Linked DNA regions of Mus musculus: regions 1, 2, 3, 4, 6 and 7 are each linked to region 5. The links are chromatin contacts, called in public HiCAR-type and promoter capture Hi-C maps. All regions are on one chromosome and are shown on one strand. The core of a region is the stretch at or near the end of the contact, and the rest is flanking DNA. Distances in the headings are between cores, read along the strand shown.

Region 1 (3,681 bases), core at 1,001-3,500, 2.3 Mb after region 5:
TTTTGTTTTTTGAGACAGGGTCTCACTATGTAGCCCTGCCTGAGCTAGAACTCACTATGTAGACCACCAGGCTGGCCTTGAACTCACAAAGATTCACCTGCCTTTACCTCTTGCTCTAGGATTAAAGGTGTGAATCACTATGCTGGGCAGGCATTAATGTCGCGGTGCTGCTTATAAACAATGGCTCTCTGGTTTCTCCATAGCACCCATAGAAACTGGAATTACATAAAGACCTGAGTATGACTTTAAGTTCTCAGGCAGGCAAAAGCTTATCTATTTGTTGATGCCCCTGTGTCTGTGTCCTGTGCTAGACATAAGCAATGGCTCTGTGGCTTCCCCACATTGGTCCTGTTGAGGGCTCTGTGCCAGACAACCACCATTTCATTCAATTCCCAGTTTAGCTCCAGTAAGGATGGAGGATTAGCTGCATCGTCCTCACTTACAGATAAAGACACGGATCTGTAGACAGAGCAACCAGGATTAAGACAGGTGTGATGTGCAGTCCGAGCTCTGCACAATCAGCACAGGCAGCTTCCCCTCTGGGGCCTCCACACCACTCCAGAATGGGAAGGCCAACTTCTGCAATGCTGTCAGGAGTTCAGAAGAATGGCTCTGAGGGTGGCTTCCCTGACAATGAGCCAATTAACCACCCCACCCCACCCCAATCTGCACGACACAGGCGACTTAAATTCTTTCTTTGAAAAGTTACTAGGCAGTACCACAGGAGCTCTACAAACATCTTGGGATGTTTTTACAGACGGGGTAAAAATCCAGCTATTGCTGTGCTGGAACATTAACCATGTGGGGGGCAAAGTCAAATGTGGTGGAAGTTCAATTCCTTAAAATTGGTGCTCTACGGCTTGAGTTTTAACACTAACCAAAGGTCACTCTCAGCTCTGATCCACAGCCAAGTAGAGAACCCGGGAACCACCCTGCAACTTCCTTAACTCAAGAAACGAGCTGAGAAATGCTGAGAGGCCTTCCCTAGGCACAAAGGGTTACCACCGGTGCAGTCTTCAGGCCACTTCAAGGGATTTGGGGGATCACCCCCCCCCCCCAGCTAAGGGCCAGCTTTCTGCCGGCAGGCAGGTTTCCAGGGAAACCCTGAGTAAAAGTGCATCTTACCACTAAAACTGAGTTCTCGAAGCTTTTCCAACACAATGGAGGGCTCCTTCAGGACATCCTGGAAATCTGCAATCCTTCAAGGGCAGAAAAGGAAACGCCAAGGTAACAGGCTTAATGACCACTCTTGCAGCCAGCCCAAAGATCTTTCACTCCCAACGGTCTCCAACTACCAGCTTAGGGAAGTGGACAATACAAGTTTCTTCCTCTAAGATCTGCCATGTCAACGAAAAGCCATGAGAGGTATTCTAATCCAAAGGGTTTGAAGTGAGAACTTAACATTAAGCACTGTCCACTGTTAGCGAGCTGGCATTTCCTGGGCACTTGCTGCGGCCAAGCCCAGCCCACAGCACACCACTACCCGAATTCACACAACCAAGCTTCCTGCAACCAGGAGTAATTGGATCCACAGACAACAGACTTGTACAATCTCCCCATGGCTCCCGAAGCTCTTGGCTGGGTAAAGGGGAGGGGGCACAGACTTCTCGGGCCTGCCCTCAGGCAAAGACAAAAGACTAAAAATTAGTCCTGGAGTGACCAGAATTTAGCGGGCGTTGCAAGATGTGCCTGGGGTGGGGGTAGGAGGTGGATTTAAGAGGCCAGATTGGAGAACCTGGATCCCCTGGTGTTTCTCATGAGCATGGAGCACAGGGACAGGGGCATTTGGGGGCGGGGGAAGGTGCGAATCCTAGAGCGAGGAAGCGGGGAGGGTAATAGGGGGCTGGACAAGGGAGACACTAGGGAAAGGGGTCCCGAGTGAGAGAGAAAGAAAGGTGACACTGAGGTAAGAGAAGCATCTCTGCTTCTCGCCTCTGCCACACAGGCAATGAGACCGTAAGGGGGCTCGCCGCCGGGGGAGGGGGCTGTTCTTGGCCGCACATGCGCTGAGCAGCTCTCTCTGTGCGAAGGCCCGGCCTGGACGGAGCGGTCTGGGTGCAGTCTTGACCTCAGGTCTCCTTACCGGCTCTTGTGCAGACTCGACATGGTGTTGACTTCCGGACTCCCGAGCTGCTTCTGCAGCCCCAGCTGCCGCCACCGCCACCGCCCCCCTCCCTCCGGGGACACGGGGCGCTGGGCAAAAGCCTCCGGCAGGAAGCAGAACTTGGAGCGTGCGCGTTCCGCGGGGGCGGGGCCGCGCTGGGTCCGCCCAAGGGTCACGTGACGGGGACTTCTTTAAGGCTAGGCAAACCGTCAGTTGAGCGTCAGGACGGCGTGACTGTCAGTGATCCCGCTGGCTATGAGTCTCCCGCCCTCAGTTTCTGATTACTGAATACACTTGTCTATCTCTCTCACTCCCTGTCATTAACTGCGGTACAGTTGTTTGGTTGATTGAACTAGTTGTTTGAACTAGACTTAGTCTCCGGTGTGGTCTCATTCAATGTCGAGTCCTTCCTTATGGAAATGACCCTGTTGCTCAGTAAATACCTCTCGGAGGAGCCGGAGGAGTACAGCTCAAGGTTTCCTTGACTTTGGAAGTTCATAAACTAGAATTCTGGCAAGCCTGGCGGTGGTAGCTCACGCCTTTAATCCCAGCTAGAAGCAGGAGGATCTTTGAACTGACCTACAGAGTTCCAGGACAGGAAGAGCCACACAGAGAAACTCTGTCTTGAAACTCCTCCCCTCCCCCGCACTCCCATCCCCAAGTAGAATTTCTGTAATTGCACAATTTTAAAGCAATAGAAAATGAAAAACAGGAGCTAAGGGTGTAACTCAGTTGGTAAACTCAGTTGTGAGTGTGAACTTAAAAGAGCAACTATGAAAATCATTGGCTAGCATGCACGAAACCAGGTTTCAGGTTCAGCACTCCTTGTAGCTGGATTTGGGGAAACATGCCAGTAATGCCAGCATTTGAGAGGTGGAAGCAGGAAGATCAGAAGTTGAAGGTTCAAGAAGTTCACTCTGCTAGAAGTGAATTCGCTGTTGATGCTCCAGGGAATAAAGCACTCACGTGAGCGTGAGCTCTGGCGTTTGGATCCACAGAATTCATGAAAGAGCTGCCAAGAGGGGCGGGAATGTGCAAGGTTTAGACGGCAAACAGACTCGCTGGACTACCTTCAGTGAATAAAGGGGAGAGCCATCAAGGAAAGCAAATGGCCTTTAGGTCAGGGCCCCTATACACACGTTATTGCTACACATATTTGCACACACAGGCACACAATTTCTTCTGTAAATTATGTGTATGGGTGCTTTGCCTGCATGTATGTCTGTGCACCACTTACCTGCCTGGAGGTCAGAAGAGTGTTGGATTCCTGTGGAACTGGAGTTGTAGATAGTTGTGAGCTGGGAAATGAACTAGACCCTCAGAAAGAGTAACTAGAGCTCTTAACTTCTGAACTATTTCTTCAGTACCCCTCCCACACACACACAATGTTTTTTTTAATTTAAAAAAGAGAGCTGGGGGCTGGAGAGATGGTTCAGTGGTTACGAGCACTACTGCTCTTCCAAAGGTACTGAGTTCAATTCCCAGCAACCACATGGTGTCTCACAACCATCTGTAATGAGATCTGATGCCTTCTTCTGGTCTATCTGAAGACAGCTACAGTGTACTCATATACATAA
Region 2 (3,307 bases), core at 652-3,151, 2.2 Mb after region 5:
CAAGAGGTCTTCACTGGTCAGCCTGCCCTTCAATGTCTCTGTAAAAACCTGGAAAATCTACAGTCTCAGGACAGTGACCTAGGAACAGGCTGGTTCCAGGCAGCAAGCGGGGGTTCTGCCCCATTAGGCTGACCCTCAGAAGCCCATGCCCTCCACAAAGGCCATTCAGATTTGCAAGGAAACTCCATCCTAGCAAATGTGCCTTAGGTATGGAGAACAGGAATGTGAGGCTGACTCCTGGGTGTGGGAGGTATTGTCAATTGCTTCTCTGGTCCCTGCTTTGTACACCATCCCCCAAACAATGTGGAGCTTCAGACCCCAGAAAATCTCCAGGAAGCTGTCCTCCAACACTGCTCACCTGCCCTTGCCTGCCCATGACAGCTGGAGGAGAGCCCGACCTTCATCAAGGAAACAGCAGGATGAACGGCCTAGCCCACTGGCACCACCCCTGAGCCTCTGAATATACCCCCTCTCCTACCCTCAATGGTCAACTTATTCTTCCTGCACTGGCCATTTTCTCTACTTCAGAGGACATAACACAGATGGCAGAGTTAAAGAGACCACTGACACACTTGCAAGGCAGGAAAAGACTTTGTAGCCTCTGGCTACTCATTTCTGTCTCCAAAATTCAGCAGACAAGTGTCCCCATCCTCACAAAGACTCTCTCCCCTCCACACCTCATCCTTAAAGCTGTCCCTGTCCTAGCTAGGGCAGCGTTAGAGGAGGTTGTACAAGAGTGGCTGTCCTAGAACTACCACTATGTCAGCCCAGTTCCCATCAAGAAAAAGCTAATGCTCACTCAATGTGTTCTTTCAAAACAAGACAACAACTGTATCAAGCAGAACCAGCCCATCTTGACTCACTCCAGTCCAGTGCATGGCAGGTTCAAGAACCCTGGTCTCAAACAGAGGTTAGAGGCCCACGTCTCTACCCAGCACTCAGGAACCAGACAGGTGAATCTCCGTGAGCTCGAGGCCAGCCAGCCTGGTTTACAGAGAGAGTTTGAGGACAGTCAAGGCTACATAGTTGAGACCCTATCTCAAAAAACAAGCCCCCACCCCCTGCCACTGTCATCCCGAACTCTGCTGTTCCTTCAGCTTGGGGTCGCCTTTGCTGACCTCCAGCTCACCAACAACCTCCTGTACTTGTCACTCCTGCCCAAGAGATGCACAAAACAGGGACAGAACGAAACAGACTCTCATATCAGGAGTCGGTCGTTCAGGGAGCCCCAGTCTGAGGTCCCAAAAGCCTGTGCTCCCTTCCCCATAGCAGGGGACAGTCCGGGAGATCAGGAAGAGGGAGTGGTCTAAAGAGAAGCCGGCGCCGGGAAGCCCACGGCCAAGAACTGTAAGAGCTGGTGGGGGAGCTGTCAAGAGAACCCCGGGTGGAACCTCTGGGAAGGGGGCGCGTGCGCCAAGGGGCGCGGATCTGCGGGGACCAGCGCGGCAAGTGCGGCCTGAGGACCGCGGCGGAAACTCGGGTGAGAGGCGCGCGGAGAACAGGGTGCCCGGGAGGGGGCTCGCGCGCCGCCGCACGGCCTGGAGGGTGGAGACCGGAGCCGGCGCCCGCGGGAGGCAGGGCGGAGCGAAGCCCAGCGCGGGGCCAGGGTGGCCGGCGCCCCTGGGCAGCGAGAGCCCCGCAGAACTTGAAGGGGCGGAGCGCGCGTCCGAGGAGAGCGTCCCGTGCGGTGACAGCGCGCGTCTCATCCCCCACCCGACCCGCTCACCTGGGCTCTCCGCTCGCAGCCGCCCGCAGGCAGCCCGGGCCCTCCACCTCCCAGTCCGGCCGCCCGCCGCCGCGCTCCTCCAGCGCCTCCTTTTGTTTGTCCCTCACTGCACCACTCTGCCTCCCCCGCCCCGGAAGTGACGTCACGGCCGGACGCACCCGCGGCATCCCGGCCGTCGCCATGTCTGTTAAGGGGAAAGCTTGAGGCGGCTTCACCCTACTCCCGTCCACGTGCCTGCGCCAAGCCACTTCGGGGCGGAAGTAACGGGACAGAACTAAGCCCCCTTAAAGGGACAGGGATCCCTGCAACTTAAGGGATGCGTTACTCTGGCCAGAGCGGCCAAGTGACCCAAGCTGACGCAAGTATCCGCTCACCTCCTTTGTTCGGGTTCCGATCGCCATTGGGCCAGCGTCCTCATACCTTTAGTGCTGCTCGTTAGCTGACTCGCTGCCCAAACTCTTCAGGTGCCCGCAAATGTAACTGCCCTGCTGATGCTGACGCGCGCCTCGACACGTCCGGCTTGCGACGGTTGTCCCTGAAAAGCCGCATAATTCCGAGTTAACTGAATGGCTTCTCCGCCGCCGCTGCAATAAACACAGTTGAACTAAATTTAAAGGTTTCTTGGGCGATTAGTCGCGCCCCGGCGAGTTCACTGTCTCACACTAGGAGATCTTTGAAGTCGTTGGACTGGACTGGGTTAGGAACTTTTTGTAGAAGAGGGGAGAGAGGTAGTGCCGTGCTTGAGAAGGTATTGGAGTTTAGGAATCTGGTAGGTGTGTCCTGAGTCCAGTGGTCACTTTGAAACTAAGTATCTGCTTTATCCAGTATTTTGCTCCGACTTTTGTAAGCAAGGGCTTCTGGTGGGGATCTCTTTGTCCGGTTCCCCGGCTTCTGGCTGGAGATAGAGGATTGGCAGAGGGTGTGAGGGGAATTCTCTATCGGGAAACCTCCAGCCTAACGTTAGCAGCGAATTTTGAGCTGAGCTGAGGATAAAACCACATCTTCAGAACCAAGCCTCCAGACGCTAGCTGTGTGTGTGTGTTAATCTTCCCGGGTCCTCATAATTCCCAGGCTAACTGTAGTAATCCTTAGGTTGGGAAATTGTTCAGCTATTAAAACAAAGTGTTTCATGTACTCCAGTATGGGACGAGTTCCAGTAGCTTACGTGAAAGAAGAAAGGCAGGGAGCACAGCAATGAGTTTTTGTGGAGTTGGGTATCAGTGGTGTGTGCACCAGCTGACTAATATACACAGGCTGTACAGATGACCCTTCCCTCACTGAATGATCTCCGCCCCCTTTTACAGTGACAGGACCTCTGGAAGAGCAGTCAGTGCTCTTAGCTGCTGAGCCATCTCTCCAGCCCAGCCCCTTAACCTTAAATTTATATAAAGAGAAAGGGGGATATAAGTATATTTATCCACATACTAAGGTATATTTAGTTTCAAACTTTAAAAATAATAATAATTTCAACTTCAAAGATAATGCTTTTTTTTTCTGTTGCCAAAAAGCATTTTGCCCTGGGAAAGATATACCCTGCTAGTCCACAAAAGAATCCAGAGTTAGGGTTGGGGCAGGGTTTTG
Region 3 (3,137 bases), core at 199-2,698, 2.4 Mb after region 5:
AGTGCCAGCTGCCACTTAGTGTGGAAACTAGTCCATGGCCATAAAACAAATTAGGATACTATCAACTGTTATAACTGCTTTAAAAAAATTTAAAGTGCTCTCAATTTGTTATGATTATCAATATACACCGACAAAGACCAGTTAGTCACCAAACTTCCCGGAGTCGTCTTCTCAGACTTAGAATGTAAACCTGACCTTACTCCTTCAACCCATTCTTGATGAGATTGGTCATCATATACGGCCGTGCAGTATTTCAGGACACTTCGTGGGAAAACCCTACTCAAAAACTTGGAGCCATAAAAAGGAGAGGGGGTGTGCTCCTATTTCGTGCCCTTTTGTCCGAGGGTTGTGAAGGCTTTTACAAAGCCAAGTGGGCGTGAAGGGGCCCGATCGCGCGTCTCATTTCCGGTAACCAGCCCGGGCTCTGCAGCTGTCCTGGGCTCGAAACGACCCTCCAGGCGAGGGCTAGGCGTCCTAAAGGCCCCTGAAGCCCCTGCATCATACGGCCTCGGGGCCAGATTCCTCGCACCCCCGGCGCGCCCGAGTGTGGCTGCCCCACGTGGGGTGCGCAACCCGCGCAGCCTGGAGCATCCTCCCGCCGGCTCCGCGCCCCTACCCCGCCCCAAACCCCGGTTCCCGGTTCCGCGGTAGCGCCGGCTCAGGGCGGGAAGCAGGGCGGCACTAGAGGCCCGGCCGCAAGGCTGCGTCCGGCCGCACCATGTGGCGGCGGTGGCGGCTGATGGGAGCGAGGCATCATGGCGGAGCACAATAAAGAGAGGCTTCTCGGGAGGGAGGGAGGGGGAGGAGAGCGCGGGCGGGGGGAAGGGGGGGTCTCCGCCCGCCGCGCAGGCCGCAGCGCCCCCGCCTCGGCCGCACCGCTCACCGCCACGGCGCCACCCCGGCCCCCCGGTCCCGGGCCGCACACAAAAAAGGCGCCGGCTCTCCGGCCCCCGCGCGCCCCCCGCAGCCCCGCGGTCCGGGCCGAAAGATGGCGGCGCGGCCGGGCCCCCGCCGCGCCCGGTCCTCACCTGAGGTCTCGTCGGCCCCGTCGTGATTGGAGTTGAGCTCCTTTTTACTGGCTTTGGCCGTCGGCGCAGACATGGTGCCCTCCGCGATCGGGGCGGGGAGCGGGGAGGGGGAGCGAAGGGACGGCCAAGGGGGCGGCCAGCGGCTTCCCCTCACGCCACACGCGCGGCGCCCGCTCGCTCCGGCCGCCTCCTCCCGGCGCTCACTTGCCTGCCCTCCCCCTGGCTGCCTGGCACTGCCCGCGGGGCCTGACGCGGAGGCAGGCCCGGGCGCGTTGTGGCGAGCCCCCGGCCGGGGCTCTCGCTGAAGGCGGGGAGGCGGCGGCGGCTCGGCTGGGCTCCTCGACTCGCGCCCCGCGCTCCGGCTCGCTTCTGGATTGCCCTGAGCCGCCTCCTCCTCCTCCTCCACCTCCTCCACCACCACCTCCTCCTCTTCCCGGCGAGGGGCAGGCCGCAGAGCGCAGGCGCGCCGGGCCTGCGCAAGTCCCGCCCCCGGCCGGAGAGGCTCGCGCCGTACAGCGATTGGCCGCGGCCGCGGGGCAGGGGGCGGGGCCGTGGCGGGTGGCGGCGGCGGCGGTGGGGACACTGGGGCCTGGACGAGAGGCGGGAGGAAGCGGCTCAGCGACGCATGGTCCTGCCCCCGCGCGGTGCTCCCCTCCCCCGCTCTCCCCTTCTCCAGCCGACCCGGGACATTTGCGCGCCGCGCGGTGACTTGAGAGGCGGGGCCTCCGTTCCCCAATACTCCATCACGTGGTGGCTCAGTGGCTTCCCTTAGCGGGGCGGCTGGGGGCTCTGGAGAGGGGGCGCGCGCAGCCCCTCAAAAGTACAGGCCTTAGGAGTACCCTGGCTACAATCAGGCGCCTGAGTTCTGCACCCGGGCACCTTCATTTTTTTCTAGATGGAGAAGCTGGGGACTCAAACTCTAGGCTGCTGTGCAGAGCCACACGCAAGCAGTTCCTCTATCCAGTTTACACGCGGGACCGGGTTTATGCATGGGCCAATTCAAGCCTCTGCCCTCGGTTCTGAATTTTTAAAAATCTGTTACATATTCACACTCAAAAGAACCACAGGAAAGTTCTCTGACTGTAGGAAGGACCTTTCTGCCACAGGTCCTTCTGCTCAACTTCGTACAGGTGTCCTGATCTCAGTGGTGAGGGAAGCACATTTTTGGTGATGACAAATGGGGAAATGTTTAAAAGTCAAAGGCTAAAACAGTAAAACAAACAAACAAACAAACAAAAACAGCTTTAGATTATTAAAAAGTCCTTAAGCACTATGTCGGAGGGATTTAATGGTTAAACACTGTTTTTCAGGACTTGAAAAGATAGTTCTCTGTCTACCTGGATCCCAACACGTGGTCCTGGAAATCCAGAAAGCTCTCTACCTGGTTCCTCTACCACTAGAGCTTGAACTATCCATACTCTCAGTATTCCCGTTTTATTATCAGCTCTTATACATAAAGCAATGTGGCTTTAAGTCAAGTCATTCATGGTGGGTAGACAATAAATGTAAAATACATCATATATATATATATATATATATATATATATATATATATATATATATATATATATATATACAGTCCATGGTGAGAGAATACAAATGTGCTCCTCCAAGTTTCCATCTCAACTCCAGGAAATTCAGCTAGGCCTTCCTGGTGGTGCACCTTATGCTCAAGTCGGTGAATTAATTGCACTCATCTGTTGCAATTGGTAAGCTTAAATCTGGCGACAACCTCTAAGGACCTCTAACCCACACAGCTCCCAAGCCTAGAGACCTCCAACACAGGCAACTGTGGACAGGCTTCTTAAAGAGGGAACGGTCTGACAAAAAGGAGAGCTATAAACTGTGACTAACATTTGCTAAAACTCAGGTGATGCCTTCACCAGGAATGATTCCTGATAGCCCTGTGAGGTCCTGGCACACAGTAGCAAAGAAATTCCACAAACAAAACAAGGACTTAGGCTGAGGCAGAGGCTAGCCTGGGCTACAGTGTCTAAGTGTCTAAAAGTAAAAGGGCTAGAGCATTAGCCCTTAGCACTCCCATACCAAATCACTACCCTAGGCTCCTGCTGCATTTGGCTGTATTTTCCTGTAACCCTCATAAGATAC
Region 4 (3,224 bases), core at 444-2,943, 2.4 Mb after region 5:
CTTGACCAGGTGAAGAAAGCCTCTTCTAAGCCTCTTTGTCCAGTTCAGCTGGACGTAGTTGGTTCCAAGTCTGTTTTAAGACATTACTCTAGGACTTTCACAGCTTTGGGCTTTTTAAGTGTGATTAAAAAAATTATATCTTATTATTTTTATGTTTATGGATGTTTTGCCTGCATGTGTGACTGCACGTCAAGTGCATGTCTAGGGCTTTCAGAGGCCGGAAAGAGTGTCAAATCTCCCTGGAACTGGACTTGCAGACAGTTATTAGCTGCCACGAGGGTCCTGGGAAGTGAACCTGAGTGTCTTGGAAAAGCAAGCAGCCAGTGTTCTTAATCTTTGAGCTCTGAGTATGATTTTTGGAATCCTTGGTGATGTTTGCAAAGCAGTCCTTGTTAGGAAGACTTTTCTATGGCTTTTTATTATCCCTCCCAGTGCTGCTAATCTAATCGGCCTTCCTGGCCTTGGCTGCTCTGCTGAGGGGCATCCTGTCCCTGGGTGGTGCACTGAGAACAGGACCACGGCAGGCTTCCTAGTCTCAGAAAAGAGGAAATAGACCCAGAGGCCTAAACTAGCAGATGGTTGTCTAGAGGCTCCAGGCTTGGTTTGGGGGATCAGGCAAGCCACCTGTAAGATCTTACTGGGTGACTTTGGACGATTCCATATCTGACTGTAAGAGGCACAGGAGTAATAACAATTGAGCTATAGGGGTAGTTCATTGGTAGAACATAGGAGCTGGCATGCAGAAAGCCCGGGGTTCAACCCCAGCACTTCAAAAAGCAAACCAGCTAACTAACAAGCAAGCACACGGAAGGCTAAGGATTTAATAAGATAAACACTCATTTCTAAGCCTCTGCCGGCAGTGGTGGCGCACGCGTTTAATTAATCCCAGCACTCGGGAGGCAGAGGCAGGCGGATTTCTGAGTTCAAGGCCAGCCTGATCTACAAAGTGAGTTCCAGGACAGCCAGGGCTATACCGACAAACCCTGTCTCGAAAAACAAAAGAAACAAACAAAAAAACCCAAACAAACATAAGCCTTTGGGTGCTTGGCTTGACACACTATAGGCACGCACTAACTTGTAGTTAACATTTCGTGTGTGTTGAGGACTGAACCTGGGGCCATCTATCATTGAGATCAACTTCTCCTGTGGTTAGTCTCGAATTTTAATTTAACAAGCATTTTATTTTATTGTTTATGTAAATTTATTATTAGGCCTCCCATCCATTCAATCCCACGTTCGATCTGTGTATGATCTATTTCATTCCATTCATTGGAAATGATGCCAACTCAAATGGCGCAAAGTACAGTTCTGGAGTAGTCGGCTGCTTCCAGCCCGGCCGGTTCTCCGGACCAGCATGGCCCACTAGGCCTGCGGCGGTCCTGCCTCTGCGCCCGGCCGCTCAGCGCCATCTTTGAACCTGGAGCCCACGCCTCACTTCCGCTCTTTTCCTTATACCACGAAGAGCTGTTCCGGACCCCCAAATGGCCTCTGGGCATAGGGCAATCCCAAATCGCTGCGGTTTTGTTGTATTGGCTGATAAACATTTTCATTATTTTTCTTCTGGGCCTTAAAGACGATGCTGTAACCAGTTCAAAAACGGCGCCCACAGCTTCACTTCCTCTCGTCGGACTTCCGTTTGTGGGGGGCGAACCCGCTAAGGTCACGTTCCAGGGCGCAGGCGCGAGAGGGCGGGACCGTCGCCATGGCAATGTGCGCGTCGCCCAGGCCTTTTCGGCGCGTTGGAAGCGCTGGAGCTGCTGCCCTGGCTGCTGGCGGGGCTGGCGGCGCCGAACGGCGAGGGCGGCCTGCGCCTCTTCAGGATGAGACCCTGGGCGTGGCGTCCGTGCCCTCGCAGTGGAGGAGCGTCCAGGGGATCCGCGGGGAGACGGTGAGGGCGCGGGCCCGCTATGGCAGCGCGGGCGGGAAGGCCTGGCGCAGCGTTGTGTTTTCACGGCTTTTTTGTTTTTGTTTTTTCGAGACAGGGTTTCTCTGAGTATCCATCCCTAGCTGTCCTGGAACTCAGAGATCCGCCTGCCTCTGCCTCCCAAGTGCTGGGACGAAAGGCGTGCGCCACCACTGGTCCGCGTGTTTTCATGTTTTAATGAAAAAACTCACAGATGCTTTCGCGTTAGCCTTTTTTTCGGTCTCTGAGGAGAAAGAAACCAACCAACGAAAACAAACAACAACAAAAGCAAACCAGGACAACAGAACTCTTAGGGGTCCCATGCTGTCGTTAAATGACATGTAGTTAATTTACATGGTGGATCGTGCACGTGTCACAGCGCCTGTGGAGGTCAGAGGAGAACTTTACACAAGGTTGTTATTTCTTTGCACCACGAGGGGCCTGGGAATCCAACTCAGGGTGTCATGCTTGGCTAAGTGCCCTTACCAGCTGAGCCATTTTTGGAAGTTTTTTTTTTTTTTTTTTTTTTTGTGAATAGCAGTTTTTAGGCATTTCAACTTGACATTATTGGTGTTTGAAATGGTCAGATACCTTGAGGGCTAGCTTGAACGGTTTTCTATGTTCCTTTGTTGTTGTTCTTTTGTTTGTTTGTTTGCTTTTGTTTTTGTGAGACATGAGTTTCACTGTGTGCCCTGGATGTCTTGAAACTTGCTCTGGAAACTAGGCTGGCCTTGAACTCAGAGATTGCTGGAATTAAAGGCCTCTCTCACCACTGCCCTGCTATGGTTTTCTAGTGTAACCCAAAAACATACAAATAATGAGATAACGGAGGCCTGATGCTGACCAACTGGTGTGTTAGGGATTCATCAGCAGGGAACCTGGAGATAGCTGCTTTCCCGGTGGTTGCAAGGATTACAGTAAGCCATGTATGTAGACAATGTACTGTAATGCCACATCGGTGTGTCATGTTACCGACAGAGCAGGGCTGAGGAACTGTTGGAAAAATGGATGTTGAGTGGCATTTGAGAAGACCAGATCAAGCGTGAGCACTGGCCGACTCTGGAGCTGGGGTCAGCACATTTGTTTGAGGTGTTGGAAGGGGCTGGAGAATCCTTGAGGAAAAGGGAGAGTGGTCCCAGGTTAGGCCAAAATGGGTAAGTAGAGACAGGTCAAGTAAAGTCTTGAAGAACTCACAAACGAAGACTGCTGTTGACCAGTCTGCCTCCAACCCAAGCCCCAGTGGTGCCTGCAGTCTTGTCTTGAGCCTTGTGGGCCTATGGTCTTATGCCCTGATCTGCTCTGTGTTCCAGGCCCTTCTCCG
Region 5 (3,459 bases), core at 113-2,612:
CCTCTGTTGCATAGGGGTCAGCAGTACAGGAGCTATGGCTGTGCCACTGCCACCACTGCCACTGCCTGTCCCAGGCCCACCAGCTCCATCATCTTCTGTGGGCCCTGGAGCTTCGCCACCTTCTACAGCAGCTCGGACTTGGGCAACCTTGCGACGGACCTCGGTCTTGAGGTCGGACCACTTCTTCTTGACTTCGGGCAGCTCCCTACGGCAGGTGGCCACAGCGTTGACCCTTCTCAGGATGCCATGCCAGGCTGCACTCTTGGCAGCCAGAGGGACCCCAGCATTGAAGTGGTTCACCAGCAGGTGCTTCTTCAGTTCCAGTTCCTCCACGATGATCTCCACTTCCCGCTCTGAAAAGTTCATCTTCCTCTTCTTGGCTGGGACAGCCATGGCCTCCCCTTTCCTCTCTTTTTAAAGAAATTATAATGCTCTTAACAGCCCCAATTTCTCTTCTCTTCTTCCTCAGCCTCGCCTCTCTTTCACTCCCACCCCCTTTAGGGGGACAGGCAGGGCTTGTTCAAGGCCAAGTACCAGGCCTTAAGTAACCCCCCTCGCTACGCAAAGTGCGTAGGGCCCAGCCCTGACCGGCCCGACCGCCGCCAGCCAGCTGCGTAATGGCTTCCTGAATCTGCCTCTTCCGCTGGGGTGTGCGGAGATCCGCCCACTTCCCTTCTTCCCGCCCCTCGGCACATCCCTGAGAAGCCCCGCCCTCCAGGTTTGGCGTGGCTCAAATATCTGGCCGATCACTGGCTCTCCAGGCCTGCCATTCCTCCTAGAGGACACACCTCTTTGCTAGAACTGGCCTGGTCATTGGTCTAAAGTCTTGTCTGTCGCTTCAGGATGTCCGCCCACACGGACATTATTCACTTCCATTGGAAAAGCAGACTGTCGTTCAGTTCGTGTCGCGACTATTACGTTGTAAAATTCAGTTGTTTTATTGGCAGTTTAGAAGACTCCTAAAGCTTAGCCTCCTGATTTTGATTCGTGTTCTCGGTTTCGAGTCGTCAGCCCGTTAAATTTTCATTTTATTCAATGGTGCTGTGTTTTCTAACTTCAGTCCACAGTTACCCTCATATACATTTCATTTCCACTGTTAGCTACGATCTCTCCTTACACAACGCTCCTCTCAGCCTCATCATTCCGCAGTCTAAATAGAGCTTCTGAATGGGAATTGGACACAAGGCTTTCTGCTTGCCTATTACCCAGCTTCAGCCAATCCCCGGCTCCCTCAGTTTGAATCGCCTTCGAGCTGGCACGGTGACTCCGCCCCCTCATTGATCCCGGAGCCGACATACCGGCCTATGATTGGTCGGCAGTGCGCCAGAGGGCGCGGTCAGCGCCTCTGCGCGCCGCGGGGCGGGGCTCCCGGAAGCGGCCCCTCCCTCCAGTCGGCCGGCTTCTCGGAGCCCGCGCTCGCTGTCTGAGGAAAGCCGGCGTGCTTCCGCGCTCGGGTCGCTCTCCTGCCGCCTTCAGCCCGGCGTCCGGCGCCCCCGCCTCGCGCCCGATGGTGAGCAGTGTGTTGTGCCGCTGCGTGGCCTCCCCGCCGCCGGACGCCGCCGCCACCGCCTCGTCGTCCGCCTCGTCGCCGGCTTCTGTAGGGGACCCGTGCGGCGGCGCCGTCTGTGGCGGCCCGGACCACCAGCTACGCCTGTGGAGCCTCTTCCAGACACTCGACGTCAACCGCGACGGCGGCCTGTGTGTCAACGACCTGGCGGTGGGGCTGCGGCGCCTGGGACTGCACCGCACGGAGGGCGAGCTCCGGGTAAGTCTGCGTGCGCCGTCCGCGCGGGCGGGGAGGATCCGGGAGGTCTTGAGGAGAGAGACCGACGCCAAGGGGACGGGTCGGGACCGCAGGACTTCTCGGGCTGCTTTCTGTAGCCTGTCAGGTTTCGACGGACGCTGCTAGAGCTGAGCGGAACCCCTGGTGTTGGGGGGGATAGTGTCCCTCCACTGACAGATGGAAAGGAAATTCACACCTTGTTAGTGTGGGGCTCCTCAGGTGGGAGATGGGGCCGTGAGAAAAGCTCGTCGTGGCTACAGATGGGCACCCTTGGGTCTCTTTGATGGACAGAAAGCCCCCTCTACTTCCCTCTAGATAGAAGGACAGATAGATCTCAAGATTGCCCTACGGACCTCAAGGCCAAGTTGGTGCCCATCCTCCCTCAACACCTAGGTTCCTATCCACCCATTCTCATTGGCACCCCTTGTCTGTCTGTCTGTCTCTCGCTCGCTCGCTCTTCTCCCCCCACTCTCGTTTCCATGCCACCGGTGCCTCTAATCTGGTTGCTCACAGAGACATGTGGGTGTTGGGGAAGAAAAAAATGGGAACTGGGGTTCTAGGCAGATCAGTGTGGATGTGGGTGATGAAGACTGAACAGTTCTTTCTCATGGCTTAGACCCAGCCCCCCACTGCTGTTTCAGAACACTGGGTCATGATCCCTTTGTCGAATTGGAGTGCGAATATGTTAAAGAATCTGAAGAAAGATTCTTTTTTTGTTTGTTCGGTTGGTTTTGGGGATTTTTTTTTTCTAGACAGTGTTTCTCAATGTAGTCCTGGCTGCCCTGGAACGCCCTCTGTAGACCAGGCTGGCCTCGGAATCAGAGATCCACCTGCCTCTGCCTCCTGAGTGCGCCGGGATTAAAGGCCTTTGCCACCATCGCTCAATTGGAACTTTTTTCAAAAAATGAAAGTTAGATACATCTAAGGATATTTGTTGGCTGGAAAGGGATGGGCCAAGACTGGGAGACAGGGGTGGAGAAATGGCCATTTCTGGGTCTGCAAGAAACAGAACTACTATCCTTCCTGCACAAGAAGCCCTGAGCAGTGGCTTTTTCTTCCCTTTCTGTTTCATGTTGGTTTTTCAGTTTGACTTTAACTGTGGCTTCCCTTTACCAAGTGTTTCATTATTGTGGCATAGACTGGCTTACAATCTGGGGTGATTCTAATGAGCAGTTTGCCTGATAACCAGTTTGTGGCCAAAATTAGTATTTGGTTCATTTGTATGTACAGTAATTACGAATTTCATAGCCAAATATGAAGAAAACCTGGTAAGGTGGCAGTGAATTATGCCAGTTTGTTACTTAGGTGGCCACATAAAGTGTCATGTCCAAGATAATCTTGGATCAACATCCAAGGTATTTAACCTACTTAGTATCAGCATAGGAAGCCCAAGGACAGCACCGAGCAAAGCAGAATCCTTGGGGTAAGCCCAGAGATTTAAAGATAAGGTTTCTCTCTGTAGCCAGGCTGGCCTTGGACTCACAATTCTCTTAGCTTAAAAACAAAACCAAAAAAATCCTTTTTTAAAAAAGCTAGTTTTAGTTGGGTGGTGGTGACAGTGGACTTTAATCTCAGTACCCAAGAGGCAGAAGCAGGTGGATCTCTGAAAGTTCGAGCTCAGCCTGGTCTACATGTCTACACAGAGAAACCCTGTCTCAAAACACCAAAAAAAAAAG
Region 6 (3,412 bases), core at 813-3,312, 2.2 Mb after region 5:
CCATCTGGGTGAAACTTTGGGGCGGGAGGGGCTACACTTGGCTGCTCGCAAAGAGAATCCAGGTTCAATTTCCAGCACCACAAGGTAACTTACAACCTTCTGTAACTCAGATCCAGGGCACTACACAAAGGTGATACACAGACAGACAGACAGACAGGAAAAATACTCATAGACATGGAAACAATAAATAAAATGTTCAAGAAAAAACATTTGAAAGACTTTTGGATGGAAAATAACCCTGAGCTACCTGAGTTATTCTCATGACTACAGTCTGTCTGAGAGGCAGTTATAGTCTACACAGAAACTAACGCTGCCACTGTCTACCTGTTCACCTGTGCACAAAGATGAAAAGGATTCCCATTTGGAAAAGTAGGAGCTCAAAATGGTCAGGTGACTTCTAAGACTAACCACAAAAAAGCACTAGGTACAAAAACCAGGATGGACGGTTTCTTGCCCCAGGTCTCAAGCTTTTCAAATACAGCCCTCTACTCCCAACTGCTAAGAAGCATGCTTTTCAGCACTAAAAGGCACTGTCCTGACAGAGCAAGGCAGCACCTAGAACCCTACTGCTAGGCGCCCGGGCCACAGGTTGTGACTCAATACTAGAGGGCTTGCCTAGCATTCCTGAGGCCCTGGGTTTGACCCCTAGGACCTCAAAACAAAAGTAAAATGAAAACCCTAGAGTCAGTTAAAGTCCTCCCTCAACGATGGGTTTGCTAAGTTCCACAGAAAGCTCAAAGCCTGCTGGCAAGCCAAAACTTTCCTTTCCTTTTGAAAAAATTCATTTTTTTACAGTTTTCATACAAGTATTTATCCATAGCTGTGGATACAAGGTCTGGCATGAAACAAACCGGCCCTTGCAAGGACCACACTTTATCCACAGGAAACTCCAAAGAAAATGTTACCCCTGGAAGGTGAAGAGGCTAATGGAGAGAAAGATCAGCAATGTGTGTGATAATTACATGTCTGTCTGGGCGTTTCAGGTTTCCACAGGAAACAAGACCAAATAAAACTGGCAGAGTCAATTCCAGGTGACTGACAGGGAATGTTTACATTTAAGGGGAGGAAGGGCAGTGAAGACCCTTTCTGATCTATAATGTGGATACATACAGAGGTCTGGTTAAGGCTTTAGAGCCTTCCATCTGAAGGCTCACGGGGATTATCTCGAGGGCTGACAAGGGGGGACTGCCTATGTATGAACTGGACTTCTGAGTCCTGTGGAACAGGAGGCGCCTCTCCTAGTCGTGAGAAATGAATGAGGTAAGGCCTGCACGGCACTTTCCCAGGGTCTGGCGCTAGTAAGCGCTCTTTAAAGGCAAGCAGGGCTCGAAATTCATGTCTGTAATTTCCGCACCAAGAAGGCAAAGGCAAGACAACAAGGAGTTCAAGGCCTGCCCGAGAGGCAAGAGACCTTACCTCAAAAAAGAAACAAACAAACAAACAAACAAACAAAAGCACTCTTTTAAGTGAGAACTGTATATTTGTTTCGGGGTAATTCATCTTGTGTCCGAAGCCTGGCACAAAACCCGGAATCGCATGGAAGATGAAGGCATGCCTGCTGATTGCATCAATATCGGCATTAGCCAAAAATAAAAGAAGGCGGGAACTAAGGATGCCCGCGGGAAGAAATCGCGGCGTGGGCAAGGCACACCCGAGGGGGAGCAGGGCGCAGGGACAGCAAGGAAGGGATCGCAGTGGGGTGGGTCTTCCAGGCGACCCCGAAATGTCCCGCAGTGCCTACAGGCAACGTGGTGGAGCAAGCGTGGGTGTATGGGGACTACCGGAGGCTCAGGGACCACGGAGAGAGAAGGGAGAGCGGCAGGCCCGCTCCAAAAGTGTCCTCAGCCCCGCGAGCGGGAACGGTTTGGACCTAACCGCCTCCCCGGCAAGTGTCCGTCCACCCAGCCGGGGCTCGTCTCTGCCACTGCGGCTGAGCCCCGGTCCCAACTCCCGCCCAGCTCCCAGCCCGCGCTTCACGGCCACCCCCTGCCGCGCCCCACTCCGCACCTCACACACGGCCCACCAGCGGCAGCCGCCATCTTCGCGCGCGCGGCCCAGCCCCGCCCCCATGCGCCGTACCCACGTGACTGGGATCCTCCAGCCTGGGGGCGTGGGCTTCCGCCACGTGATGGTGGGCGTGGTCAAGATGGGGCTGTCAAGATGGCGCTGCCCTGGTGCGAGGGGAGTCCGCGGTGGAGGCGGTGGAGACTGTGAGCGGTGAAGAGGGCAAACATCTGCTACACCGTAGGTTGACAGCGGAGGCGGGTGACTGGGCGCCGGCTCCCAGGCCTCAGAGTGGCCCGTGGTGGAACACCCTTTTGGAAGCTGGAGAAGGTTGCTGGCTGGGTGAAATTGCTGCCCCTCTGCTTGGCGGGTTGAGGGCCCCAGAGGCCAAGGCGTCCCTAGTCACCAAACTTCTTCTCCCAAGAGCGCCAGACCTAGAGACATGACCCGACAGTGCCCTCCCCAGGAGTCTGGGGCTGCGCTGAGCGGGTCGGTGCTGGCGGAGGCTGCAGTGGTGTTCGCCGTGGTGTTGAGCATCCACGCTGCAGTGTGGGACCGATACTCCTGGTGCGCGGTGGCCCTCGCGGTGCAGGCCTTCTACGTCCAGTACAAGTGGGACCGGCTGCTCCAGCAGGGCAATGCCGTTTTCCAGTTCCGGATGTCCGCGAACAGCGGCTTACTGCCGGCCTCCATGGTCATGCCTTTGCTTGGGCTAGTCATGAAGGAGCGCTGCCAGACTGCAGGGAACCCATACTTCGAGCGCTTCGGCATTGTGGTTGCAGCTACTGGCATGGCAGTGGCCCTCTTCTCCTCCGTGTTGGCACTGGGCATTACTCGCCCGGTGCCCACCAATACTTGTGCCATCTCTGGTTTGGCTGGAGGCGTTATCATTTATATTATGAGGCACTCGCTCAGTGTAGGCGAGGTGATCGAGGTCCTGGAAGTCCTGCTAATATTTGTTTATCTCAACATGATCCTGCTGTACCTGCTGCCCCGATGCTTCACTCCTGGGGAGGCACTGCTGGTATTGGGTGGCATTAGCTTCGTCCTTAACCAACTCATCAAGCGCTCTCTGACTGAAAGCCAGGGGGACCCAGTGGACTTCTTCCTGTTGGTGGTGGTGGTAGGGATGGTGCTCATGGGTGTCTTTTTCAGCACCCTCTTTGTCTTCATGGATTCAGGCACCTGGGCCTCTTCCATCTTCTTCCACCTCATGACCTGTGTGCTGGGCCTTGGTGTGGTTCTGCCCTGGCTGCACTGGCTCATTCGTAGGAACCCCCTGCTTTGGCTTCTTCAGTTCCTCTTCTACACTGAAACTCGCATCTACCTCCTTGCCTATTGGTCTTTGCTGGCCTCTGTGGCCTGCCTGGTGGTGCTGTACCAGAATGCTAAGCGGTCGTCTTCTGAG
Region 7 (3,663 bases), core at 1,031-3,530, 2.1 Mb after region 5:
AGCAGTGGGGGAAAAAAATAGTGCCTCCAGTGGCTGAATGAACAGCAGGCGTGCATCAGGAACACCAGGCCCCAGCCCTCTGCCCCCACAGGCAGGCAAGCAGCCAGATACCCCACAGACACCTCTATAAGCCCGGCAGCAGAGGGAGACATGCGTGGCATGTTGGCATAGAAAGAACCCTGAGACCGGGAGATAAATAGGTCATCCCCTAACTCAGGGCCTTCTGCACTTTCTCAGTCTTTCTAAAAACACTGGCCATCTTCTAAATAAAGATCTCAGGCTGCAGACTGACATCCTTTTCAGAGCCAGGAATGCTTCACTTCCTGTGGCCTAAATATTTGTGCTGATCTTGTTGTGGTGGTGGGGGTTTTGTTGTTTGTTTTGTTTTGACTTATATTTATTTTTGAGACAGAGTCATATACTGTAGCACAGGCTGGATCTGAATTCTAGATACTTCTCTTACTTTTTGTCCCCCAAGTGTTGTGTTTCCTGCTATGAACCAACTGAGTCATGACAGCTATATGGGCAGATGTTTCTCCCTGACTCTCCCCACCTTCTCATGAAGAAACTGAGTTTTGTCCAACCTAAGCCAGGAGTCCAAAATAACTCATCGGTTGCTAAGTGGTGAAGAGAGGGTATGTCAAGGTCTACTGGACTCTGGGTTCTGCTTAACACAGCAGGAACAGGCAGTGCACCCCAGCAGAGACACAGAGAGAAAAGATAGCCCAAGACCCACTAAGACCCAAAGCCAGATGAGATGTTTGATCACATATTCTGAGACCCCAAGACCCTGCAGCAGGGGTCTTGTTCAAGTTCAAGGATGCTTTCTGAGATCTTCAGAGGAAGGAACACCATAGGCCAGGACAGACCCTGTCTCTCTGGGATGATGACCAAAAGTCACTAGGCCAGCACAAGACATGAACAAGGAACAGATTATCCTTGGTGAGTGGGGGAAGGCATACAGCCCTATCAGGCTGGCCCTAGGGCTGTGGGGGGAGGGGAGAGGGCAAGAGGGCTGGCAGGCAGAGTGAGGTTCAAGGGCTAAAGAAATTGCCACACTGTCAAGGGCAGGGTACATTTTTGCCTAGAGGTTAAGTGGGCTATGATGTGCCTCCAGCCTGGCAGGGCACTGAGTGAGAGACAAGGACATCAAATAGCAGGAGATATACTTCTCAGAGCATTTCAACAAGCCAGCGCACTAGCTCTCTGTGAGGCCTCAGTGGAGTCCTTCTCAGAGCACGCAAGGATAGGAATACTGAGGCTTTGAGAGATGAGGACCGAGGCTGGGCCGAGCACCCTAGCCATTGCCTGCTGCTTGCTTGTATCAAACCTGAGGGCCTTGAACGTCTGGGAAGGCCACCTGGTATTAGAGGTGAGCCTATTCTAGGATCCAGGCAGGAGGAGAGAGGGAAGGGGAGGCCTGGCATCTGTTTGCAGGTGAGTCCAGTTAGCCTTGTCTGTGCCCAAGAGGAAGGAAGGGTCCAAGCTCATCATCATATCCTACCTGTCTCTCTATTCTAATGCTGGCCACCAATCCTGCTCCACATTCTTGAGCAGGTAGGTTATCTGCTCCTCCACCCTGGCACCTTAGGCCTGATATCCCGGCTTTCCAATCCAGGCCCTCCTCTTTTGTGCAAGCCAACCCTACTAATTGGCCTGAGCATTCTCTCGTCCCACTTTGACCTGGCTGTGTTATCAGAACCAGGCAGTACTACAGCTCACTCTGCCTCATGTCCTGTTTGTCCCACCCCTGCACATCTCTGTGGGATCCCACGCAGCCGGGCATTGGGCAACCCCACAGTGAACATCAACAATATTCCAAGCTTCAGTATCTGCTCCTTGCGGAGCCTGGGCAGGGACCTTCCTGCTTTGGCCCCGACCTCCCTAGGACATCCTTGACCGCTGTCCACATACAGCGCTGCCCACAGCCGGCACACCTGGGGGGGGAGGTGCCCGCGACCATACTTTTAGATGCTCGCAGCGTTCCAGGCCCGGGAGTCTCCTCTCTGACCCAGCTCCTTTCTCGTTCCACCCACGGAGCCACGCATCCTCTCGAGCCGCCTGGTCCAGGGGATCCACTCATCCCACCTTGGACACCTTCGCGGGCTGGCTGGATCGCAGACCCCGGCGTGGGCCGGGTTCCATGCTCCGCAAGCCTCGCTTCTAGCCCTGCTGATCTGGTCGCCCGCGCAGTGGCCGTCACTCACCAGGGATCCCATCGCTGGGGAAGGGCAGCGTCTCCTTTCCAGGCGGCAATACAACCAAACCACGCCGCTGGATGGGGAAGGCGTGGCCTCGGGCCGGCCAACACAGCTCTGACCAATGAGCGTCTCCATATCGCTCCGCATCGGCGAGGCCCTTGGCCAATGGGGTGAGCTACGTGATCACGCAGACTCCGCCTCCCTCGCTTTTCGCACCGCCCCCTAAGTGTGGTTGCAGTGTGGAATGTCCTCTTCTCTCCTCCGATTGGTCACTAGGATTAGACAGACACACGGACACTAAAAAGGCGGTGGAGTTAGTGGACACCTGGGGCTTTCTGGGAAGCAGCTGCTTAGAGAGTCTCTGCCACACGCTGGTCCTCAGCGTTGTTGTCACTGGGATGTCACACCTGATTACCAAACTCCTGCGCTACACATACTCTCACACCAACAGGCACACACGCATGCACGCACACGCACATCTACAACCCTTATTTATGCATGGTTTGGTTTGGTTTCTTGGTTTTGGATTTTTTTTTTTTTTTTTTTTTTTTTTTTTTTTTTTTGAGACAGGGTTCCTAAAGGATCTATGCTTTGGAGACTAGCAGGTTTTGTATGTTTGTTTTTTAGTTTGGTTTGGTTTGGGGTTTTGGTTGGTTGGGTTGGTTTTTGGTTTTTTTTGTTTTGTTTTGTTATTTTCTGAGGCGATTTTTTTTTTGTGTAGCCCAGGCTGTCCTGGAACTCCTGCCCTCTGTTGGGATTAAAGCCAGGTGTCACCACCGCACTGCCCGCTGATCTTGAATTCTTGATCCTCCTGCCTCCAATCGCCTGAAGTGCTGGAATTATTGGGGTTTTTTTTGTTTGTTTGGTTGGTTGGTTTGGTTTTTTGGGTTTCTCTCTCTCTCTCTCTCTCTCTCTCTCTCTCTCTTTCTTTCTTTCTTTTTCGAGACAGGGTTTCTCTGTGTAGCCCTGGCTGTCCTGGAACTCACTTTGTTGACCAGACTGGCCTCGAACTCAGAAATCTGCCTGCCTCTGCCTCCCAAGAGCTGGGATTAAAGGCGTGCACCACCACTGCCCGGCGAAGTGTTGGAATTATATACAAGCATGTGAAACTCTGCCCAGCTACATCCAAATTCTAAATTAGTAAATAATTATTATTTGAATATCAGGGGAAAAAAATAAAGGCCAAAGTGAACTTTTTTGGTAAAAGGTGCAAGTAGTGCCTATATAGGCCAGAAGAGGGCGACCTCTGATCGCCTGGAACTGGAGTTACAACTGAGAGGAATTCTGTGGGTGCTGGGAATTGAACCCTAGTTCTCTGCAAGAACAATACACTGGGCTTACCAATTGAGCCATCTCTCCAGCCTCCAGTTACTGATCCTTTTCAGCCAGTGTGAGTTACTGAATAAAGACATGCAATTATAAATGGCTTTAACAGGACAGAGCTGGATGCTGTCTGAATGGT

Evidence for each region. Promoter capture Hi-C pulls out the DNA fragments that hold promoters and counts their contacts. HiCAR-type assays count read pairs that join an accessible place to other places.
Region 1: a promoter capture Hi-C map of pre-B cells shows a contact between it and region 5, with 5 times the contacts expected there. The contact joins the promoter of Tbc1d13 here to the promoter of Slc25a25 in region 5. A contact is called at or near these places in 2 of 39 promoter capture datasets (liver and pre-B cells).
Region 2: a contact with region 5 is called in a promoter capture Hi-C map of pre-B cells, with 12 times the contacts expected there. The contact joins the promoter of 1700084E18Rik here to the promoter of Slc25a25 in region 5. A contact is called at or near these places in 2 of 39 promoter capture datasets (liver and pre-B cells).
Region 3: a promoter capture Hi-C map of liver shows a contact between it and region 5, with 6 times the contacts expected there. The contact joins the promoter of Set here to the promoter of Slc25a25 in region 5. A contact is called at or near these places in 3 of 39 promoter capture datasets (the C10 cell line, liver and pre-B cells), 1 of 115 datasets of contacts at active chromatin or transcription factors (astrocytes) and 1 of 9 other capture datasets (liver).
Region 4: a HiCAR-type map of astrocytes shows a contact between it and region 5, with 5 times the contacts expected there. The contact joins the promoter of Wdr34 here to the promoter of Slc25a25 in region 5. A contact is called at or near these places in 1 of 484 Hi-C or Micro-C datasets (B cells) and 2 of 115 datasets of contacts at active chromatin or transcription factors (astrocytes and embryonic stem cells).
Region 6: a promoter capture Hi-C map of embryonic stem cells shows a contact between it and region 5, with 3 times the contacts expected there. The contact joins the promoter of Nup188 here to the promoter of Slc25a25 in region 5. A contact is called at or near these places in 1 of 39 promoter capture datasets (embryonic stem cells) and 1 of 115 datasets of contacts at active chromatin or transcription factors (astrocytes).
Region 7: a promoter capture Hi-C map of pre-B cells shows a contact between it and region 5, with 3 times the contacts expected there. The contact joins the promoter of Miga2 here to the promoter of Slc25a25 in region 5. A contact is called at or near these places in 1 of 39 promoter capture datasets (pre-B cells), 1 of 484 Hi-C or Micro-C datasets (CD8 T cells), 1 of 115 datasets of contacts at active chromatin or transcription factors (astrocytes) and 1 of 9 other capture datasets (liver).

The regions. Positions count from the first base shown.
Region 1 is chr2:30,132,315-30,135,995 of GRCm38.p6, reverse strand. It overlaps Tbc1d13 (TBC1 domain family, member 13), which reads right to left and starts at 2,250. Exons shown (of 12, transcript NM_146252.3): 1 at 2,084-2,250; 2 at 1,126-1,199. The coding sequence starts at 2,106.
Region 2 is chr2:30,236,225-30,239,531 of GRCm38.p6, reverse strand. 1700084E18Rik (RIKEN cDNA 1700084E18 gene) reads left to right here and starts at 1,901. Exons shown (of 1, transcript NR_028299.1): 1 at 1,901-2,335. Lrrc8a (leucine rich repeat containing 8A VRAC subunit A) reads right to left here and starts at 1,763. Exons shown (of 4, transcript NM_177725.4): 1 at 1,727-1,763.
Region 3 is chr2:30,064,785-30,067,921 of GRCm38.p6, reverse strand. It overlaps Set (SET nuclear oncogene), which reads right to left and starts at 1,448. Exons shown (of 8, transcript NM_001204875.1): 1 at 1,029-1,448. The coding sequence starts at 1,101.
Region 4 is chr2:30,047,348-30,050,571 of GRCm38.p6, reverse strand. It overlaps Wdr34 (WD repeat domain 34), which reads left to right and starts at 1,693. Exons shown (of 9, transcript NM_001008498.2): 1 at 1,693-1,888. The coding sequence starts at 1,703.
Region 5 is chr2:32,449,373-32,452,831 of GRCm38.p6, reverse strand. Slc25a25 (solute carrier family 25 (mitochondrial carrier, phosphate carrier), member 25) reads left to right here and starts at 1,362. Exons shown (of 10, transcript NM_001164357.1): 1 at 1,362-1,765. The coding sequence starts at 1,508. Naif1 (nuclear apoptosis inducing factor 1) reads right to left here and starts at 2,375. Exons shown (of 2, transcript NM_194335.2): 1 at 1-2,375. The coding sequence starts at 393.
Region 6 is chr2:30,285,066-30,288,477 of GRCm38.p6, reverse strand. Nup188 (nucleoporin 188) reads right to left here and starts at 2,062. Exons shown (of 44, transcript NM_198304.3): 1 at 2,008-2,062. The coding sequence starts at 2,039. Dolk (dolichol kinase) reads left to right here and starts at 2,124. Exons shown (of 1, transcript NM_177648.3): 1 at 2,124-3,412. The coding sequence starts at 2,447.
Region 7 is chr2:30,362,850-30,366,512 of GRCm38.p6, reverse strand. Miga2 (mitoguardin 2) reads right to left here and starts at 2,280. Exons shown (of 16, transcript NM_001242407.1): 1 at 2,208-2,280.